Regions from separate parts of the Mus musculus genome. Here region 2 is linked to region 1. Evidence: chromatin contacts called from public Hi-C data. All regions are on one chromosome and are shown on one strand. Each heading gives the region's core, a stretch centred on a gene start, on an enhancer-like site or on the middle of the called end of the contact. The rest is flanking DNA. Distances are from core to core; before and after follow the strand shown. Region 1 holds the start of Pcsk1n (proprotein convertase subtilisin/kexin type 1 inhibitor). Region 2 overlaps Ftsj1 (FtsJ RNA methyltransferase homolog 1 (E. coli)).

Region 1 (5,533 bases), core at 503-3,002:
ATCCTACCTCAAGAAACAAAACAAAATTTTGCAAAAATCATTTTGAAAGAGAAATTGCCTGTGTCTCAAGAGAAGAATGGGTTGGGTGTTACAGTCAGCCTGCAGGATGTAAATTCTTGAAACATCACAGCAGCATTTTTATAACAGCATAAAAGTAGGGGGTGGGGTGAAGGAAAGAACAGCACGGAAATAAACAATGACTTAGTAGGATACTCATGATACACACATGGAAGATGATAATGCGCACCAATAAATTAACTATAACTGTACACTTCAATATAAATGAATCTCACACACACACACAAAGGCAAATTCTAGAATCCCACTGCAGATGACCTAAGTCTATCAAAGCCAAGGACTTCTTAGTGACCCCTAGTGACCATCAGGAAGCAGATGCCTAGCTTGATTGCATTTCTCGGATGTTCCAGAAGCAGGAGGAATGAAACAATGGGTCGTTTAAAGATGAGCTGCAAAGCAAAGAACGGACTCAATGGGTGGAAAATAGAAGGTAATGCCTATGGGGGGCGCGAGGCTATCAAATGGTTTTAAAAATTCTCCTCTGATCTCTCAACAGCTTTGAAGAGGTAGAGGAGCAAGCTGCTCCACGTGCCCTTGATCAGCACCCACCACTCTCAGCGCCGGGGAAATCACCCACCAGCAATCCCTACACACACACACACACACACACACAGCCCTTAAAATGTCACACATTTTAACCCAACACTGCCATATCCACTGCGAGAAGTGGTCTTTTTTTCGTGCCTGTGTGTACATTCCTGTTGGCGAAATGATCTTCAGTTACTCTACCTGAGCCAACCAAGGACATGCATCGTCTTTAAAAACACAATGCAGAGACATCATGGCTTCTTTCCCTGCAATGACACAGCTCCACAAAGAAGAAGAAGAAAAAAAAGGAAACTGTCTCGTGGATGCACGTAGAAGAACCCAAGTACTCAGTTTACCCAAGCCACCATGAAATATGTACCCCAAGGTACAAGGACCACTCCTTCTAAAATAAAAACAAATGAACACAGAAACACACAAGTACACAGAAAGATACGCCCATATACTACGTCACCACCCATAAGAATTCACAAATATACACACTGTACCACTAAGAAAGCAACCAGGCCCGCAAAAAGTCAACCAGAAGCATCCCTAGTATTGTAGGGCATTCAGGGGCAGTCAAACCAAAGGTCACACTGAAAAGAAACAATGCCTATACACTTCGGTCATCACATCACAGGCTTAGATATCTTTTCTGAATACACCCTAGTGCCACGGACAGCTCCACGGGCCACCCGTGGATCGAGATTAAACCAGGCCCCAGATGCTGAGGGATGGGCAGGGCGCCCTGAACAACATCATCCTCACATCCTGAAACTGCCCCTGGCCTGCGCGGGGCTGTCAGCTGCAGGCCAGGTCACCCTAGCCAAGCCCTATGCGCATACCTGTGAAAATACCTCATTAACACTTTCCCCCATCTTCCTCCCCACCCCACCCCCACCCCCTGCTGACTGAGGTCGCACCTTCACGGGCCTCGCTGACAGGGTGGGGGGCAGCCTCAGAAGGCCCAAGAGCAGCAGCACCAAAATGCCGACGCCCCCGGCCCGCGGCCCGCAGAGCAGCGGCGACCCCGCCATGCTGCCCCAACGAGCCGGGCTCCGGACGGGCGGACTGGCTGTCAAGTGCGCAGCGATGGGTATTAGGCACAGCAGCAGCGCTCTGCGGCTGCGCACATCCAGGAGCCTGCCCCCTCCCCGCGTCCCCGTCCCCCCCACTCCCGCCCCACTGTCTCCTACTGTACGCAGGCGCAGAATTAGGGCTCTGGCCTTCTCTTCATCCTGCGCATCGCCATGGAGATGTCCAAGGGGCAAAGTGGAGAACAGAAGTCTGCACTGGCGGTTGCCATGGCAGTATAAGGGCAGTTGCTAGGGCAATAGACCTTGCTGTTGAATTACCAGACAGACAAGGGAAATTGACTCAGTGGGCTGAAATCAGGCTCTGGTCTCTGTCCTTGGGGAGACAACAGACTATACTCTTGTTTGATGGATAAACAATTACTGGCTGCATGCTGTGGACCACGATGTTCACAGAGAAATGAACCCAGATGACATGGCCACTGGCAGCTCAGTTCATATTGCTATGGATTAGCCTCATGCCAGAATAAAGCTATTACTAACAACTGCAACCTCAGAATGACACTTAAAGATCTACAGGCGTGATATTAAGTAGGAGCTTACTAAATGCTCCCTTCATTTCATTTCTCTCACTGTGCTCTCGTTTCCACAGGTATTCTGTGGCAATTGTGCACCCCTACTCACACACAACAAATATGTAAATGTTTTTTAAATGATACAACAAAAGGTTGAAAGAGCCAGGCCTAGTGGCACAGGCTTGCCATCCCCAACCACTTGGGAGGCTAAAGAAGAAGGTTCTCCACTTCAAGGCCTGTCTGGACTACATCTAGTTCAACAGTCTAGGGATGTAGTTCATCTGGTACAGTTTTTGCCTAGCATATACAAAGCCCTAGGTTTGATTCTGGGCACCCCATAAACTGGGTGTGGCAGTGCAGCCCTCATCTATGATGTAGCCTTCTTTTTTCCTTTGAACAGTTCTCTACATAGCCCCGTGGCTGTCCAAGAACTTACTATGTAATCTAGGCTAGCCTTGAATTGACAGAGATGTGCAGATCTGCCTCCTGAGGGCTGGGATTAAAGTCATAAAATGCTGTGCCCCACACAAAGCAGGCTCTAGACCAGCAAAAACACACAAATAGTTTAAGGCCAGCCTGTACAATGTAATGAGATCCTATCGCAAAATCAAAAGTGAAAAGGGGGATTTGAGTGGGTAGCTCCATCAAAGGGGTCTTGCCCAGCACGAATCCCCAGTGGGGCAAGAGGGAAGGGGGCTGGAGAGAGAAGCCCAAGCTCTGCGGTAAAGCATAAACACGAGTTCCATGCCACCACCATAGGAAGAGACAAAACGTCCCCAACCCAGGAATGGTTGGCACATTCCTGTAACCTTCCTTGGTACCAGGAGGCAGAGGCAGGAGGGTCATAAGTTTAAGGTCAGTTTGGGCCACACAGGGCGTTCAAGGATATCTAGCAGCTAGATAATGTCTCAATCAGGAGAGGTAGAGCGGGATAGAGATTATTCGTAGAGCACGTTCATGCTTGGAGTTCACCAAGAAAAATAGAAATAAAACAAATAAATAAACCATCAGCTGGGCGTGCTATCACTGGCCTTTAATCCCAGCACTCAGAAGGCAGAAGCAGGCAGATCTCTGCTGAGTTCCTGGTCAACCTGGTCTACATAGAAAGTTCCAAAGCTGGGCTGGAGAGATGGCACAGTGGGTAAGAGCACGGTCGTGAGTTCAATTTCCAGCAACCGCATGGTGGCTCACAACCACCCGTAATGAGATCTGATGCCCTCTACTGGTGCATCTGGAGACAGCTACAGTGTACTCACATATAAACAAACAAATAAATAAATGTATGTTAAAAGAAAGAAAGAAAGAAAGAAAGAAAGAAAGAAAGAAAGAAAGAAAGAAAGAAAGAAAGAAAGAAAGAAAGAAAGTTCGTTCCAAAGCAATCTGGGCTGCAAAGAGAAACCATGTTCTTAAAGAACAGCCAAACAACAACCACAAGAACCCAAAACACTGGAATGATCCATCAAAGACTGGGAATGTAGCTCACTAGTGAAGCATTTCTATAGCTGGATTTGAACATCAGCACCAAACCCAGAGGATTCTGATAAAATCAGTGTGTGTATCCCAAAGGGGGAAACCCTGGAGAGGGCAATGCTGACAGTGCGTCGTTCTGGATACAGAACCAGTGGTTGCTATATCTTCCTTTACTGGAAAATAAAGTTATGATTAGAACACGCTGCTGCAAAAATCTATATATTTTCATTGAGAATTAAAACTAAAAAAAATAAAGTGAAATTAAAACAACATATGATGACATGGCATAGATTAAATGTGAAGGAGAGCCAGGCATAGTGGCATACCCCTTTTATCCCAGCACTCAGGAGGTAGAAGCAGGAAGTTCTGTTAATTCAAGGCCAGCCTGGTCTACGTAGAGAGTTTCAGGTCAGCCAGTGCTACGCAGAGAGACCCTGTCTCAAAAACTAAAAACTAAAAACAAGTAAAATAAATAATAAAAGTGAAGCAAAGAGCCAGTCCACTGGTGCACTCCTGTAATTCCAGCACTTGGGGAGCTGAGGCTGGCGGATAGTGAGTTCCAGCACAGCCTAGAATGTATACAAGACCCTATCTAAAAGAAAAAAATGGGCAAAAGAAAGATGCACCTCTGTGGTCTAAGGCATAGATAGCTGATCTGTTGATTTGTCTGTATGTTCCCAGGATCACAGATGACAACACAATGCAAATCCTTTCCTGGCTACTTTTATGAAAGTCTGGCTTGGTCATACACAGCTGTAATACCAGCCCTTGGAAGGCCAAGGCAGAAGGACTGGTGCTGTTGCAAGTCTATGGCTAGTTAGATTTACATAAGAGCAAGGCCAGCCAGAACTGCATAGGAGACTCTGCCTCAAATCACATACAAAAAAAAAAGTGTATTTCTTTATGGACCTGAGGATTAAACACCAATATAACAGACACACACTTGAGATGGCTTCCATTTCCCCCACCTCTTGGTGTCCATGTCTTTTACTTATATAATCTAGTCCCATCGAGTGTATATGTGACTACAAGTAGCAGGTTATATGTAACAAACGTATATATTAACGATAAGATGAAATAACCCTTTGCTAAGGAGACTCCTAACTTGATAAGGCAAGCAGCCACTGGGGTATCTTGTTTTTTGTTTTTGTTGTTTGTCTGTTTTTTGAGACAGAGCTTCTCTGTTGTAGCCCTGGCTGCCCTGGAACTTGCTCTTTAGGACTTATGGCATCTTAAATAGCAAAGGTTACAAGCTCTCTGGCTGGACTATAGGAGCTAAGGCATAATGGGCTAAGGATTCCTTGGGCATCCAGTAGGAAACTGAAGCTCTCCTTTCTATATGTTTTATAATTCTAAAGACCTTGGAAGTGACTACTTTCCTGGTTGTGCCTCAGATGATACTGTAGTCCCAACCAATACTGTGACTCCACTTTGAGAGAATCTTAGTAGGAAACACAACTAAGTCAGCCCTGACTTCTCTTCCTCCCTTCCTCCCTCCCGCCCCCCATCCATCTCGGGAGGGGTGGGAATGGGGTCCAAGGCTTTGAACATATTAAGCAAATGCTTTCCTATTGAGCCCCAATTTCCCATCCCAGCCCTAAACCCTTACTTCTGACCTCCCTTCCCCGCCCCCCCCAAAAGACCCTGCCTATTTACTATTGTTTGTTGCTTCGTAGTCCTGGGGATGCAACCTAAGGTTTCTTCTCTGTCCTGACTACAAGTTGAGATTTGTAGTAATAGAAAACTAGTGTAAGATGGGTGGTGGCGCACACCTTCAATCCAAGCACTCAGGAGGCAGAGGCAGGCAGATCTTGAGTTCGAGGCCAGCCTGGTCTACAAAATGAATTC
Region 2 (6,310 bases), core at 340-2,839, 320 kb before region 1:
GCACATTCCTCTTCTCCAAACCTCTCCTGGAATGTCCTAGAAGGCCCAGGAATTCCCCCAAAGCACTGGTTCTTCCTATGGTCAAACGTCAGCAACCTCCACCAAACATGATGGAGGAAAGCGTGAATGTTGTCACTATGACGGAAGTTCAGCTTTAGTCCCAGTTAACAAATATTGGCAATAAATCAAAACAGGAAAAACCCTACATATGCACGTTGCTTACTTTTTTATATGACAGTTCACAGACATCTGAAATACTGCTCATATTTCTCACCACTTTGAATGATAGTTGATTTTATAAATTAATCCTATAATTAGACATCTCATCTATTACCGCATCCCAATTGGGTGATTGGCTGGGCAGGTATTTGTAAGACATCCTCCCATATAGGCTACACCGCCCTTAAAACTCAAAATCCTCCTGTGTCAGTTCCCTGAGTGCTGAGATTACAGGCCTGTGCCACCAAACCTAGCTACTGTCTTCCAGTTTTATTCAAATGTAAGGTGATAACTGTATTTCAGCATAGTCTGCTTTCCTCATCATTCAGACGTGTTTGTGTGCATATGCAGGTGTGCCTTCAAAGACGTCCTGTGATGGGCTGAGGATGCGGATGCGGTAGGTAGGTCCTTGCCTCGTATGCATAAGGCCCTGGGTTCCAATTTCACTAGCACACACACAAAGCCTGATAGTTGGATGTAGTACTACCACCACCTATAGTCCTAGCTACTTGGGTGCCTAAAATGAAAACCCTCAAGCCTAGAACTGCAAGGCCAATGTGGACAGTATAGCTAGGCCCTTTTCAAAAACAAAACAAAGCAAAACAAAAGGTGAAGCCAAATGTAGTAGTACTATAATCCCAGATTTCCAAAGGATTTCTCAAACAATTTTTGCTCTAGTTTTGCTTTATTTTGTTGAGAAAGGGTCTCATGTAGCCAAGGCTGGCCTCAAACTCACTGTATACCCAAGAATGACATTGAAATACAGATCCAAGCTGAGCGTGGTGGCGCACGCCTTTAATCCCAGTACTCGGCAGGCAGATTTCTGAGTTTGAGGCCAGCCTGGTCTACAAAGTGAGTTCCAGGACAGCCAGGGCTACACAGAGAAACCCTGTCTCAAAAAACAAAAAAACAAAACAAAAAAAAAACAAAAAAAAAAAAACAAAGAAACAGAGATTCTCCCTCCCATCCGTACCTCCCAAGTCCACATTAAAGGCATGTTTCGCGATGCCTGATTTTACCAGACCAAAGTTTTTTAGGTTGACAGTCTTTTCTTCACGCTTAGCTAACATGTACAAGTCCTTGAATTGTATGCCCAGCACTACCAGTATAAGCGGGTGTGGGAGGGAGACTTGTTTTCTAGTCTCCCTAGAGCCCGACAGGCAGCAGCTGACATGCACGCCCTAAGCTACAGGGTGCCGTCTTCTGTGGCCTAATCCAATGTCTTTACAAACCCTCGTATTCCTGTGCGCCTGCACTTTGGTCTCTGACCACGCCTCTCTCTGTGATGCCCGGAATGTCTGCACCCCACTCTGTCTAGAGGTGTTCACACTACAATGGTTTAATCCAAGATGATGATTTTCATTCCAATCAATGTGACCACAGGAATGTCCACAGCCCAGGCTATCTGACCTCAGGAATGCATGTCTGGAGGGTCCACAGGAAGGGCATTCAATCACAGATGCTTCTACGCCCACACCCATTGCCACAGCAACTCCGCAGTGCCCGGGAAAGAGCTCCACAAGTGTCCCTGTTCTGGGCTTTGACTCTTAGGAGTTGTATCGGTGGGGCAAGTGATCCAGGCAAAGGAAGGGGAAACCTTGTGCTTGCCCTATTCCATGAGCAGCACGCAGAGATGAGGGATGGAGCTGGAACAGTCAACCTGAGGACCAGTGGTGCGACATGAGATCAGAGAGGGCCTATAGGAGGAGCAAGAAATGCCTGAATGGAACCCAATAGCACAAAAAAAAAAAAAGCTCAAGAATTGAGAATCTGGAGAGATGGCTCCACTTTAAGAGCATTTGTTGGGGCTGGTGAGATGGCTCAGTGGGTAAGAGCACCCGACTGCTCTTCTGAAGGTCAGGAGTTCAAATCCCAGCAACCACATGGTGGCTCACAACCATCCGTAAGGAGATCTGACTCCCTCTTCTGGAGTGTCTGAGGACAGCTACAGTGTACTTACATATAATAAATAAATAAATCTTAAAAAAAATAAAATAAAAAAAATAAAAATTTAAAAAAAAAAAAAAAAAAGAGCATTTGTTGTTCTTGCAGAAGACCTGGGTTCAATTTCCAACACTCTCAAGGTATCTGAAAAACACCCATAACTCCAGCTCCAGGTCTGATGCTTTCTTCTGACCTCCTTGAGCACCAGATATTACATGTAGTATATAAAACAGACAGAAAAAACACACACATATAAGTGAAATACATCTTTAAAGACTGGGTAGATTGGATTACTTAGAATTAAAGGGCTTCTGTGCTCCAGCAGAGTGAACAGACATTCTGTATACAGTGGGAGACAATTTTTGCCAGCTATATACTTCACATAGAGTTAATACCTGGGTGGTGGCAGGGCTCACTGTTAAGCCTAGCTCTTGGGAGCCTGCAGATCTCTGTGATTTGGAGACTAGCCTGGTCTACAGAGCAAGTTTCAGGACAGCCAATGCTACACAGAGAAATCCTGTCTCAATAAAATAAAACAAGCAAACTGAAAGATTATTGGCCATTTGTATTTCCTTTGTTTGGTTTCTTGAGACAGAGTCTCTGTGCAGACCTGGCTGTCCTGGAATTCAATCTATGGACCAGGCTGGTCTCGAACTCACAGAGCTCCACCTGCATGTCTCCCAAGTGCTGGGATTAAAGGTGTGCACCCTCCATATTCGGGCTGCTCTGTATTCATAATAGCAAGAAAATGGTAGTATATTTATACAATAGATTTTTATTCAGCTGTAAAGAGAGATAATTTTTTAAGATTTATTTATTTTTATGTATATGAGTACACTGTAGCTGTACAGATGATTGTGAACCATCTTGTGGTTGCTGGGAATTGAACTGAGGACCTCTGCTCGCTCCAGCCCAAAGATTTATTATATGTAAGTACACTGTAGCTGTCTTCAGACACACCAGAAGAGGGCATCAGATCTCAGTACGGGTGGTTGTGAGCCAGCATGTGGTTGCTGGGATTTGAACTCAGAACCTTCCAAAGAGCAGTCAGTGCTCTTAATCGCTGAGCCATCTCGCCAGCCCCCAGAGATGAAATTTGCAAGAGATATGGTGGCACTGGAAAACACTAAGGCAAGTAAGACAAATATGCCGCCTCCTTTGCACTCCTGTGTGGATCCTAGCTTGCATTAGGTGTGTGTCTCTAAGCCAGAGTAAATGTGGGCAAAGGCTGTGGAAGTGGAAAGGTGTCCATGAGAAGGGGAAAGCTTTGAAAGGCAGAGAGTGGGGAAAGTAACACAGAAGATGGGGAGAGAGGACAGGGAGTGCTTGTGGTGAAAGGGCACAGCGAGGAGGAGGCAGCAATATGCAGACAAGGATGGAAATTAGCCAAAACTAAATGTGAGTGAAAATACCACATTTTAGAAGGAGGTGGGATAGCTGCAGCCCCTTGTAGGCCATAGAAAGGACTGACACTTAGCCACTGGGGCAGGGCTTTGTGCACACAGTGCAGGCATGAATCATTTGGTTGTAACAGACTCCTCTGGCTGTGTGGTGCTGATTACCCAACTTGTTTTTTATTGTGAAAACTCAGAACTGGTCTGGTTGTGGTAGCACACACCTGTAGTTCTAGCCAGTCCGGAAGCAAAAACAGATGCCATCAGCATGTGTTACACAGTGAGATGCTATCTGGAAAAAATATATATCAGCAAGAAAACATACACACGAACACAAAAAACAAACACCAAGAGGTCTGGGGATGTTGCCCAGTTTGTAGGGTGTTGTCTAAAATGCATAAAACTTAAGATTCAGTCTCTAGCACGGCATAAACTTAGCATGGTGGCACATACCTCTGTAACCCCCACACTTGGGGGTGGATGCAAGATCAGAAGTCTGTGGCCAGCCTGGACTACATGTGATACTGTCTTTAATATATAGAACATTCGAGATTCTTGAAACTATAACATTTTTATTTACACAGAATAAAGACTTCTTGGATGCTGCAGAAGTGGTTTAGTAATTAAAAACACATGCTGCTGCTGCTGCTGCTGCTCTGGAAGGCCTGAGTTCAATTCCCAGCACTTACATTGAGCTTCTCGAAACTGTCTGGAAGTCCAGCTCCAGGAGATCCAAACCTCTCCACCTTTTTGAAGGATTTTTTTTTTTTGTCAGAGATTTTTTTTTTAAGATTTATTTATTTATTATATGTAAGTACACTGTAGCTGTCTTCAGACACTCCAGAAGAGGGAGTCAGATCTCGTTATGGATGGTTGTGAGCCACCATGTGGTTGCTGGGATTTGAACTCCGGACCTTTGGAAGAGCAGTCGGGTGCTCTTACCCACTGAGCCATCTCACCAGCCCCCTGAAGGATTTTTTTTTAAATGTGTTTTTATGATCCTGTGTGCATGAGGGTATGCACGTCACATAAATGCAAGAAGAGGGCACCTGATCTCCTGGAACTAGAGTTACAGGTGGTCTTGAGCTGCCTTATAGGGGTACTGGGACCCAAACCTAGGTCCTCTGCAAGAGCAGTAAGTACTTGTAACTGCTGACACATCTGCCTTAACCTCCACCACACATACACACACTCTTCCAGCTTCCAAAGACACTGCTCATACCTGACATAGAATCACACACATAAATACAAAGAAAATGACTCTTGCTGGGTGTGGCAGAGATAAGTGGATCCCTGTAACATAAAGGTTACAAGACCTGGCTACATAATAATCTCTAAGCTTTTTTTCTCCCTCTCCATTGTTTTTTTTTTTTTGTTTTGTTTTTGTTTTTCGAGACAGGGTTTCTCTGTATAGCCCTGGCTGTCCTGGAACTCACTTTGTAGACCAGGCTGGCCTCGAACTCAAAGATCCACCTGCCTCTGCCTCCCGAGTGCTGGGATCAAAGGCGTGCACCACCACACCCGGTGGTTTTTCAAGACAGGGTTTCCCTCTTTAGTCCTGGTTATCCTGAAACTTAGTATGTAGATCAGACCTATCTGGAGTTCACCTGCTGCTGCCTCCCAAGTGCTGGACTAAAAGTTTGGGACACTGCTGCCCAGCATATAATAAGTCTTTAAAAAATGCCTGCCTGGTGGTGGTGGTGGTGGTGGTGGCGGCGGCTCGTGCCTTTAATCCCACCATTTGGGAGGCAGAGGCAGGCAGATCACTGTGAGTTTGAAACCAGCCTAGTCTACAGAGTATGTTCTAGGACAGCCAGGCTACACAGAGAGACTCTGTCTCAAAAAATAAAACAACAGCCAGGCAGTGGTGCTGCACGCCTTTAATCCCAGCACTTGGGATGCAGAGGCAGTGCATATCCTAGCGAGCAAATCTAGCCTGGCTCACAGGCTTTGGAAGCAGATGATACTGATTAGTTTTCCCCACCAGTAGCACCTGTAGCGCCTTCTAGCACTGTGAGCTCTAGCCAGGAGGGGCAGTGCTTCCAGTTGACTACCATCTTCATTTCTCCATGTTCTATCCTGTAAGTACGTGGCACCTTCAGCAGTAGGGCCTTACTATCAACCTATGGAGGGTGTGATGGTTTGTATATCCTTGGACCAGGGAGTGGCACCATCTGAAGGGGTGGCCTTGTTGGAATAGGTGTGATCTGGTTGGAATGGCTGTGTCACTGTGGGGGTGGGTATAAGATTCTCACCCTAGTTGCCTGGAAGTCAGTCTTCCACTAGCAGCCTTTGGATGAAGACATAGAACTCTCAGCTCCTCCTGCGCCATGCCTGCCTGGATACTGCCATGCTCCCACCTTGATAATGGACTGAACCTTTGAACCTGTAAGCCAGCCTTTGAACCTGTAAGCCAGCCCCAATTAAATGTTGTTTTTTATAAGACTTGCCTTGGTCATGGTGTCATGTTTACTGTTCACAGCAGTAAAACCCTAACTAAGACAGAGGGTAACCAATAGCACTGACAATAACCTACAGTGTTTGAATGGTCTGAGAAACCTCTTTGGCCAGGGACTTACGATGTAACCCATTCCCGGCCCTGGAGATTTTACTTGGTTGTATAAGATTGTATATTAAGGTTGTATAAGGTTGTGATATTGTGATATTGTCCTATTATATGGTGACTACATTTAGAGTCCTTTGGTAAATGTATATATTTTGGGCTGCTTCTACAATAGAAGGTTTTCATATGG

The links. A called contact is a pair of places that touch in the nucleus more often than the background predicts.
Region 2: a Hi-C map of myocytes shows a contact between it and region 1, with 2.8 times the contacts expected there. The contact joins the enhancer-like site here to the promoter of Pcsk1n in region 1. A contact is called at or near these places in 4 of 39 promoter capture datasets (embryonic stem cells, hippocampal neurons, pre-B cells and 1 more), 1 of 484 Hi-C or Micro-C datasets (myocytes) and 1 of 9 other capture datasets (liver).

Annotation. Positions count from the first base shown.
Region 1 is chrX:7,916,041-7,921,573 of GRCm38.p6, reverse strand. Pcsk1n (proprotein convertase subtilisin/kexin type 1 inhibitor) reads right to left here and starts at 1,752. Exons shown (of 3, transcript NM_013892.3): 1 at 1,530-1,752. The coding sequence starts at 1,643.
Region 2 is chrX:8,234,315-8,240,624 of GRCm38.p6, reverse strand. Ftsj1 (FtsJ RNA methyltransferase homolog 1 (E. coli)) reads left to right here. Exons shown (of 13, transcript NM_001290430.1): 13 at 1-1,957. Among named protein-coding and RNA genes, the nearest start is that of Ftsj1, 15 kb to the left of the region's middle. Within about 2 kb of position 1,589, at least 53 of the 459 cell types and tissues checked have an H3K27ac peak or open chromatin away from gene starts, as enhancers often do. A contact at or near this core is called in embryonic stem cells, myocytes and stem cell-derived epiblast-like cells, where this site is marked.